2 separate regions of the Zea mays genome follow, and region 2 is linked to region 1. Evidence: chromatin contacts called from public Hi-C data. All regions are on one chromosome and are shown on one strand. The core of a region is the stretch at or near the end of the contact, and the rest is flanking DNA. Distances in the headings are between cores, read along the strand shown. Region 1 holds the start of LOC103631694 (alkane hydroxylase MAH1). Region 2 holds the start of LOC100281446 (vegetative storage protein).

Region 1 (5,317 bases), core at 992-3,491:
AGTTGCGCCAGCGTCCTCAGTTCTCGTCACCGGCATGGAAAAGGTGGTTCGAGAGTCCAAATCTTCTCGATAGTTTAGTTTTGAATTAAACCATGACAAATAAAAAAGGATCGAAGAGAGTATAAATTTGCTAGGAGGTTTGGTCTCATACTCTCATTTCGCCCCACCACACCACAGAAAACACCCATATGCTATATGCACTGATCGACATCGCACAGCACACACGTACAAGTACACGTAATAACACTACGTACCTTTCAACGGCGGACGGAGTGTCGTACACGTACATGCCACGACGACCACGTGTACTTGCACCTGCTGGTACATACATGTGAGCGAGCTAACGTACGTACCGACTGTGTGATCTCATGTTTACCACAGATAATAATGGACCGTACGTACGTACGTCGAAGCTAAGCAAACGTCTGGCGCCTCCTCTTGACCGTGGCCATAAAGCCATTCTTCATGTGAAGTATGATGGACAGCTTGGGCTCCACGACGTGCCCCGGCACCGCCTCCACGTCGAAGTTGCTGACCACGGCGGCCGCCGCCGCCTTCAGCTGCACGAACGCCATGTCCTTGCCGAGGCAGGTCCGGGGCCCCGAGTTGAACGACATGAACTTGTACGACGGCACGTACCGCACCTGCACCACCCTGCGCCCGTCCTCCAACTCCGGGATCCACCGCTCCGGCCTGAACTCCCGGCAGTCGCTGCCCCACACCTCCTCCATCCTTCCCATCGCGTACAGAGACACCAGGATCTTGTCCCCGGCCCGCACCTCGTGCCCGCACGGCAGCACGTCCGCCGCCGCCGCCTCCTTGAGCTCCTGCGGCACGGGCGGGTACAGCCTCAGCGACTCGCACAGCGCCGCGTGCAGGTACGTCAGCCGGCTCAGCTCGTCCGGGTCGAAGCTCGCCATGCCGCCGCCGCTGCCGCTGCTCTTGCTCTTGACGCACTCCAGCTCCTGCCGTATCTTGCCCACCACGCGCGGGTTCCGCGTCAGGAGGTAGAAGAACCAGGACAGCGCCGAGCCCGTCGTGTCGCGGCCGGCCAGCATGAGGTTGATGGTCGTGTCGCGCAGGAACGCGTCCACGCCGCCTTCCTCGTCCTCGTCGTCGTTGATGTAGGACGAGAGCAGGTCCGCCGAGACCTGCCCGTTGCCGTGCCTCGCCTTCTCGGCCCGCCGCTTGGCGATCGTGTCGGCGACGAACTGGTCGATGGTGCGCCACGCCTCCGCCATCTTGCGCTCGTGCCCGATCCGGAGCCTCCGCGCCAGCTTCCACCACGTCATCGGGACGACGTGGCGGAGGAGGAGCACGCCCATGGCGTCGTCCATGGCGCGCGCGAACGGCACCTCGGGGAGGCCGACGGACAGGCACCCGGGGTCGACGCCGAACACCAGCGTCGTCGTGGTGTCGAACGTCAGCCGGAGGAACACGTCCTGGAGGTCGAACGCCTCCCCGGTGGCGGCCATGTGCGAGAGCAGCGGGAGCAGGGCGGTGTCCACCTTGGCGCGGCTGTACCGCGACACCAGGGCCCGGAACGGGGCGCTGGACATGAGCAGCTGCGCCTTGGCGCGCTGCCGGCGCCACGACTCGCCGTCGGCGTTGAAGATGCCGCCGCCGAGGACGTCGAAGATCTCCTCGAACTCGGGGCCCTTGGGGTAGTTGGCGAAGTTGGAGGTGAAGACGTGGCGGACGTTGGCGGGGTCGGCGGTGACGAAGAACTGCATGCCGGAGCGCGGCGGGCCTGTGAAGAGGAAGCTGAGCTGGCTGGCGACCAGGAGGGAGGTGATCCAGTCGTGGAGGTGGTGGAGGTTGCCGAGGAGGGCCGGGAGCATGCCCACCAGCGGCCAGTCCAGCGGCACGAAAGGGTTCTTCCGCTTGGATCTCATGTGGAAGTAGTAGAAGACCACGAAGCAGAGGAAGGAGAGGCAGAGCTCCAGGAAGGAGATCCGCGGCGGCGCCATTGATCCTTGCCTCCTACTTTGCCTACGCTGCTGCGGTAGAGGATCGGAGAACTGAACTGCCAATGGCTATGTGGATCGGATCGATCATTAGGACGTATGCTAAAGGCTAAGGCTTTAATACGAGTGAAGACTGGAATTGGATATTCTGATTGCACCAGGGCAGGCCAGTCTGCACTGCTTTATGTAAAAGTTACCATGATTAAGCTGTCTATAAGATTACATAAAAGGTGTATAAAAATGTATTAAAAAGTTACAATAATATATTTGTTCTGTAAAATGTTATACATAAAATTATGTGGAAGAAATTATGTCGATAAGTTTGTTCCGAAAAATATTATTTCTAAAATTTATGCATATAAATTTATCATATATGTATAAGTCATGTGCATAACTCTATCATGTTAAAGTTATGTATATAACTCTGACTTTTTTTTAAAAAAAAAGTGAAAGTTGGGAAATATTATTTTCGCTAAAAATAAAAAGGTTGCGAGGTGTGTGATCATCCAATTCAAATCGGGTGAACATTCTTTATTAGTGGACTGGAGTCGCTGGGCGAGGTCAATGGAGCCTTCGTCGCCTACCAAGTGTGTGTAAGGTTATAAGATCTCATGGGTGGTCAGCACACGGGTGTGGGGTATGGTTCGGGAGCTCATTAGGCTAGGAAATAGATTGTGATCTAAATATTTTTTATAATTTTTTAGAGACCTAAATAAATATTAATTTGAAAATAAATATAAATAGAGCACGATCATAATCTAATCTGATTTTTTAATTTTATAGTGTAAAATTTAGAGATCATTGTTACCCTACCAAAACCTTGTACCATATGGCTGACATGGGCATGACATGTTTTTTGGGTGGGTGGAGGGCTAGCACTATATGATCCAATGCATTTCTACCGTTAAATAGTTTTTTTTACAATTAAAGCCGTTGAATATAAAAATTATAGTATGTGTAAACATTTCTCCCTCTACATTATGTCCTGCTGCTTCGCTGTGCCGTTGCGTCCCGCAAGCTTTCTGCTCAGCCACGTGAAGACGTCCGAAGGAGCAAACAGTTGCAGACCACCGAGCAGCGGCACGGCGGCACCCCACATACATATTTCGACATCAATCTCCCGGCAAAAGGGCCATGGCACCATCACGTGTGCATAGCTGTAGTTTGTCCTCTTGTTTTTCCTTTTGGTTTTCACTTCCTCTCGCAGCATCTCACTGTTTAGTATTACTCGTGCGTACCATTTATTCCTAACTTTATTTTATAAACAGTAAATTCTATAATATAAAATAATATTTTGCATGTCCTTATACACAATTTGCCAGCCATAGCCTTAAACAGATATAATATTAGTTTCTTCTGTTTTTCTATCAGTTCTTTTTTTCCTAATTTCTATTTTCTGATCCGTAAGGTTTGGTTTGCTACCGCATTATATTTTTTTCATACCTTTTCGTATTATATTCTCATTTTCAATTTCGTTTTTCCTCTTCTTTCTATTGTTGTTAACTGCTACTGTTTCTTCTTTCTTTTTTTTCTCCAGCTTTTTCAAACATATGTACATTTACAATGTTTTTTCCCGGTATCCTTCTCCTATATTGTTTTTAATGCATGTATTAATTTGATTTAAACTGTTTCAAAGTATTTATTCGATATTTTTAGTGCAACAAAAAGGAGCCTTCTAGTACATGCAGTTTATTATAGGTTCTGAATGTTAGGTTGATTTTATTTGGCTCATTCAAGGGAATAAGGGTATGCTTGTTCAGCAGTAGATTTCTGAAAATCTGATTTTAGTTGTGAGTTATGAGCTGACCGTTATGAAATACTGAAATTAGTTTGGTTGAAACAACTCTCAACTATATATTTTATAAGAGCATGCAAGCTTGTAACATGGATTATATATATATATATATATATATATATATATATATATATATATATATATATATATATATATATATATATATACACTAGGTGTATGCTCGTGCGTTGCTACGGAGTCAACATATAATGATAAAATATATTGAGATGCAGAAACATTAATTATCGTTATACATTTTTGTTAGTATCTTTTAAAGGTTAAGAAGATTTACATACATTAAAAGATATATAGGTATGTGCTCATGCTTTGCTATTCAAATTAAAAACCATCTAATACTAAGCATGTATGACTGTATTAATACAACTTTGTTGCTTTCTCTGCATTTTCAGTTTATAAAAATATTGGATGGTTTTAGCCATTTGGTCTACATAGGAAATATACTCCTACCGTCCTACGTTCAGTTTCATGTGTGGTACCGGGTAAGGACAATGCTTAAATGCTTAAATGGAATAAGAGAAGCAGTTAAAATGATGATTATTCCTATAGTTTTACATTTTTGTCCTTTTATTAATATATATAGTTTGTCGTACACAATTTAGTTCCAGAAATGCAATAAATAAAATATCTAAAAGAAAGCCCAAACACAATGAATTCAGAGTACCCGCACACAAATTTTATTCAATATAATATTAATGCAAAATTATTACATCAAAACGAACAACACTTATCATCAACCTCAATATCTCACAAAGTGTTTGGCAACAACCAATACATAACTAAACCGAAACAAATAAAATTATATATATATATATAGGTGGATGCTCGTGCGTTGCAACGGGAATATATAACACCAGTATACTACAATAACTTATATACAAAATCTGTGTTATATTGTTATGAGAAAATGTTTCATAATCAATTTGTGATCCTAGCCATACATAAATTTTGTTATTTTAATCTAGTTATTTCACCACTACATTGCAACCATCAGTATCATGCAGACTTCGATATATGCCACGATTTGTATGGTCTCATCATTGGAGAGCACGAGCACGTTCCACACATGCCGGAAAAATTCCCTCGTACATCGTTAGTCATCAGACACGCACCATCATATGCTCTTGCTTAAACAAAAAGGTAATTGTGTATGTGTTTGCGAAGAGAATTAAAGGCAGGCCGGCACAAAAGCTACCCTGACGGTGGCGAGGATGACGAACTGGTCACTGTTGTCGATCCTCCTCTGTGTCACCTCCGGCGCCAAGATGACGCCACAATCCTCGATATAGTAGTCGTCGAACACGCGCGACATGACGAGTACCGATGACTCTTGGTTGGGCTGCCAAACGAAGTGCACCCCGGGCTCATCAACGAGGTAGTACCCCTGGCCGTTGCACCACTACATACATCATGTTCGAGGACACTCACACAACGTCAGCAACGTCCATCGTCCCAGCGCACAAGAATCGTGGCAGGTTGGGCTTCAGGTGGACGATGAGCTGGACGGCGTGATGGCGTCGTCGTCGGATGCGGTTTC
Region 2 (5,121 bases), core at 1,788-4,287, 280 kb before region 1:
GGTGCGCCAACGGTGCGCCAACGGTGCGCAGATCTGCATCAGACAGCAACGGTCGGATGCACTGTTTATGGAAACAAATCGGGCACCGGACAGTGTCCGGTGTGCACCGGACTGTCCGGTGCGCCACGAGACAGAAGGCAAAGATGGCCTTCCAAATTTGTTCCCAACGGCTCCTAGCTGCCTTGGGACTATAAAAGGGACCCCTTAGCGCATGGAGGAGAAGACCAAGCAACCTTTGAGCAATCTTGATCATCCACACTCAGTCTTTGCGCATTCGTTTGTCCTTCTAAGTGATTCGAGCTCCGTTCTAGTGAGAATATTGAGATAGTCTTTTGAGCTCGATTCTTGGCCGTGTGTGTGCGCATTTTGCTGTGGATTTGTGTGTGTTGCTTCTCTCCCTTACTCCGTGCTTCTTTGTGAAACTCAATTGTAAGGGCGAGAGACTCCAAGTTGTGGAGATTCCTCGCAAACGGGAAAAGAGAAAAGAAAAGAAGAACACTGTGGTATTCAAGTTGATCATTGGATCACTTGAGAGGAGTTGAGTGCAACTCTCGTCCGTTGGGACGCCACAACGTGGAGTAGGCAAGTTTTGTACTTGGCCGAACCACGGGATAACCACCGTGTCATCTCTGTGATTGCTTTATTGTGGTTATTGTGTTTTGGCTCCTTTCTAGCCACTTGGCAATAACTGTGCTAACACTTAACAAGTTTTTGTGACTATAAGTTTGAAGTTTTTACAGGATCACCTATTCAACCCCCCCCCCCTCTAGGTGCTCTCAGTATGTACCGAACTGATGTAGAGCAGAATGACTTATGCAGTTCCATATAAATTGCTGGAACATGCTCCTGGGGGCTCCTGGCTGATTGCAAAATTGCTCCATGCACAGTTTCAGCAGATGCTTGTAACTTACAAAACAATTGATGTAGTTTTCACCTTATTGCTAGATCTGTCATACAGGCAGTAGCTACAGGTCGAAGCAATTCCTGAAGAAAGTTTATCTATATATCAATATTATTTGTCTGCTATGCAAGCAATCTAAATGCCATCTGCATCAAATATTTCCACATCTCTTCTATCGGCAGAGAATTTGCAGCAAATGCTGCTTCTAATATGCAAAATATATATCTCCTGATGTATCTGCTCACAACTGAGTTGACCTGTTAATTTAGTTTCCAATTTGATTAGCCTAAATTATGCTTTGGATAGTGCTTCAGTGGCCAGAACTAAGTGTGGAAAATACTATGTCCACATTCACTCCGAGAAAATGATCGAACAGCTTCATGGAAATTGTTTGTTGAGTGATCTACAGGTGCAAGCGCAACCATCATTCTAGCAGTGTGCACAGGAGGTAATCTGGAATAGTAGCATCATCCTTCATTTTCATCTCTATTGCTATTAGATTCAGCAACTCATAGATCTTCACTGAGCCAGGATGAGTCTTGTCCTGGGCAGTGAACCTGGAGAGCCCTCCACCAACATCAATCTCACTAAATCCAGGGACCTTTTTTACACCCCTATCCTCCATCACCTTTCTAGCTTTCTTTGCCTCTTGCCACCGTCTGGCAACAGCATAGATATTGGACAGGCCAATGTACCTGCCATCGTGGTCTGGCTGCAACTGGACAAGCCGCCTACCGAGTACCTCGCCCAGCTCCACCCATCCATGCAAATGACAGGCATTTAAGAGAGCACCAAGCACAGAAACACTAGGTTTCATTGGCATACTTTTAACAACACCGTACACTTCCTCCAGGCGTCCTGCTCTGCCAAGCACATCTACCAGGCAAGCATAATGCTCGACATGTGGTCTGAGCCCTTGCGCTTCAAGTGAGCGGAAGAACTCCCAAGCCTCATCCACTAGACCGCCGTGGGCACAAGCGCTCAGCAGACAAAGGTACGTGATCTCATCCGGCGCAACCCCAGCACGCTGCATCTCCAGGAATATCTCCACCGATTTGGTGGCCATGCCATGCACCGCAAGGCCACCGATCACAGCATTCCATATCAGAACATCGGTGCTCTCCACCGGCACAGCCCAGAACACCTCCATTGCCTCACTGATGGCCCCACACTTGGCATACATGTCAACGAGCGAGGTTGCAAGCCTGAGGTTCAATGCAAAGCCACGTTCCCTCAGGCACCGGTGCGCCCGCCTTCCGCGCTCGAGGTCTCCAAGCTGAGCACAGGCTCCAAGCACGCTCACCATCGTGACGTCGTTAGCCCTCGCCCCACCCCCACCATCCTCCTCCTCTGCTGACCTGGCGGCAGCATTCTCCATCATCTCGAACAGCGCGAGCGCCTCGCGGTGCTCCCCACACTTGACGCACCCGTCGATCATGGCGCTCCAGGACACCACGTCCCGCTGGGGCATCCGAGCGAACACCTTTCGCGCAGCGGGGAGGTCGTGGCACTTGGCGTACCCATCGAGGAGCGCGTTCCAGGAGACAAGGTTGGGGCGCGGGATTTCGTCGAACACTCGGTTGGCGTGGTCCGGCAGGGCGCAGGCCGCGTACATGTGGACGAGGGAGTTGGCGACGTGGAGGTCGGCGGGGAGGAGCCCGAGCCGCAGCGGGTGCGCGTGGAGCGCAGACGCGAGGGAGGCGGAGGAAAGGCGCGCGGCGGCGCGGGCAAGGAATGGGAAAGTGAAGTGGGACGGGCGGAGGGAGGAGCGGAGGAGGAGGATGAAGACGGAGAAGGAGAGGGAGGGGAACGGCGAGGATGAGGTTGACCTGATGAGGTGGTCGAGGAGCTGGGTGGTGAGCATGCGGCCGCGGAGGTGGCGGAGAAGGTGCGGCAGCGTCGGCGGGCAGGGAGGCGGAGGCATGAGCATCAGTGAGACCGTCAGCTAGTAGATAACCAACGAATACGCCTTCAAATCCAGCCTTCCCGGGTTGCCGCTGCTCTAAAACAGGTCATGCTCATACCCCGAAGGGCCAATTCGCTGTATGCCATTGGAAAATATACTTGTTCCTTGTGTGCCACTGGCCTCACATATCATAAACACCAAAACATATACCTATATGCCACTCAGTGGCACACAAGGAATGAATATAAAATCTGCATACCAGGAATTTTTCCTACCCCGAAACCGCCGCCACGCCGTCGCTGATCACCAGCGCCCATCACACACCGCCTTAGACGCCCATGCTCGCCGTGGCCGCGTCCCTCAGGGCCTCGGCCTCCGCGGTGGCCGAAGCTGGCGGCGACCCGGCCGTTCTTCACGCGGTCCTCATCAAGACCGCCTCGTCCTCTCGCGCCGCCTACAACCTCCTCTTCTCCCGCTACCATCCGTCGCTCTCGCTGCACCTCCTCTCCCACCTCCCGTTCTGCTTCCGCCCCACCGCCGGCTCGCTCACCTCCTCGCTCTCCTCCCTCTCCGCTTCCTCCCCGGCCTCCGCGCTCCCGCTCCTCCGCCGCGTCCTCGGCATGTCCCCTGCTCTCCTCTGCGACGGCCCGCTATCCTCACTCCTCCGCTCCATGCCGCCGTCCATCGCACCGCACGTGCACGCCCTCGCCTTCAAGCTCGCCCTCTCGTCGTCCCCCTACTCCGCCTCTTGCCTTATTACTCTCTACTCCAGAGCCCGCTCCCCGGCATGCGCCCGCCACCTGTTCGATGAAATCCCCGTTGCAAATCGGGACTCCGTTTGCTACTCCTCCACGATTGTTGGGCTCGCACAGAATGGGTGGTACGAAGAATCCCTCTCTGTGTTCGCTGGCATGCGCGCAAACGGTGTTGATTCTACCATGCATGCGCTCTCCGGTTCTCTCCGGGCAGCTGCAGGGCTTGCTGTGCTGGAGCAGACTTGTGGGATTCACGCCCATGCGGTGGTAGTTGGGCTTGATGGAAATGTGGCTGTTGGGACCGCCCTGGTGGATGCTTATGGTAAGGCTGGAGATGTGGATGATGCAGCCAAGGTTTTTGAGGGGTTGGGTGGTGACCGAAACCTGATTACATGGAACGCGGTGCTTTCTGCTCATGCTCAGCAGGGAGATGTGCAGGAGGTCACTGGACTGTTTAACCAGATGATGAAGCTGGGTTTTGCCCCTGATGGGCTAACATTCCTTGCTGTTCTCACGTCATGTAGTAATGCCGGAGCAGCCACTGAAGCCAAGTTTTGGTTGGAAGCAATGCAGTCGAAGTACGGCGTGAAGCCTGACCTTGAGCATTATACTTGCGTGGTGGGTGCAATGGCACGGGTGGGGCATCTAGAGGATGCAGAGAGTTTTGCTTGTACAATGCCATGCAAACCAGATGCAGCAGTGTGGCGGACACTTCTAATGGGCTGTGTGGTTCACCGCAGGGTTGACATGGCAGAATCCATGGGACAGAGGCTTCTGGAGATTAATCCCAAGGATGACTCAGCTTATGTCATGCTTGCCAACGTCTACTCAACAGCTGGGAAAACAAATGAGGAGGCTGAGGCATGGACTGCAATGAGGGACCATGGGGTCAGGAAGGAAGGTGGGCGAAGTTGGATTGAGGTCAGAGGGCTGGTACATGTTTTTGTTGCAAACGAAAGAAGGCATGAACAGCTGCTAGAAATATATGACAAACTGCATGAATTGATTCAAGAGGTAGAGAAGTTAGGGTACAAGGAGGCAGATGAGAGACTTTGGCATCATAGTGAAAGATTGGCTCTTGCATATGGGTTGATCAGTGGTGCTGCACCATCAGGAAAGGTGTTGAGAATAGTTAAGAACTTGAGAATATGTGCTCATTGTCATGAATTCTTCAAGTATGCTAGCATGGTGATCGACAGAGTAATTGTAGTACGGGATGTCAATAGGTACCACACAATTAAGAAAGGTGATTGCAGTTGCAGAGGCTGCTGGTGAAACACATATATCTTGAGGATAAACTATGAGGCAAGAAGCATCTGTATGATTTGCCGATAATCCACGAGATAATTGACTCCAGGAAAAAAACTCACTGCAGGATTGATTGGAATTTGGGAACTTGCTTGGAGTTGTTGCCATAGGGCCAACTTCCCTACATGTTTGAAATCTTGAAGAGAACTGTGGTCTTATGGTGTTGCAGACACCATAATATCTTGTTTGGATAGACACCGAAGCATCTTGTTACTCGTGGAGCATAAATTAACATGGCAAGTGATGCTCTT

What was found. A called contact is a pair of places that touch in the nucleus more often than the background predicts.
Region 2: a Hi-C map of leaf shows a contact between it and region 1, with 5 times the contacts expected there. The contact joins the promoter of LOC100281446 here to the promoter of LOC103631694 in region 1. A contact is called at or near these places in 6 of 25 Hi-C or Micro-C datasets (endosperm, leaf, leaf mesophyll and 1 more) and 1 of 3 datasets of contacts at active chromatin or transcription factors (leaf).

Annotation. Positions count from the first base shown.
Region 1 is chr1:8,633,589-8,638,905 of Zm-B73-REFERENCE-NAM-5.0, reverse strand. It overlaps LOC103631694 (alkane hydroxylase MAH1), which reads right to left and starts at 2,241. Exons shown (of 3, transcript XR_555329.4): 1 at 407-2,241; 2 at 255-315.
Region 2 is chr1:8,915,254-8,920,374 of Zm-B73-REFERENCE-NAM-5.0, reverse strand. It overlaps LOC100281446 (vegetative storage protein), which reads left to right and starts at 3,037. Exons shown (of 1, transcript NM_001154364.2): 1 at 3,037-5,121. The coding sequence starts at 3,146. The coding sequence ends at 4,837. LOC103631696 (pentatricopeptide repeat-containing protein At5g08305) reads right to left here and starts at 2,926. Exons shown (of 2, transcript XM_020545022.2): 1 at 788-2,926. The coding sequence starts at 2,831. The coding sequence ends at 1,326.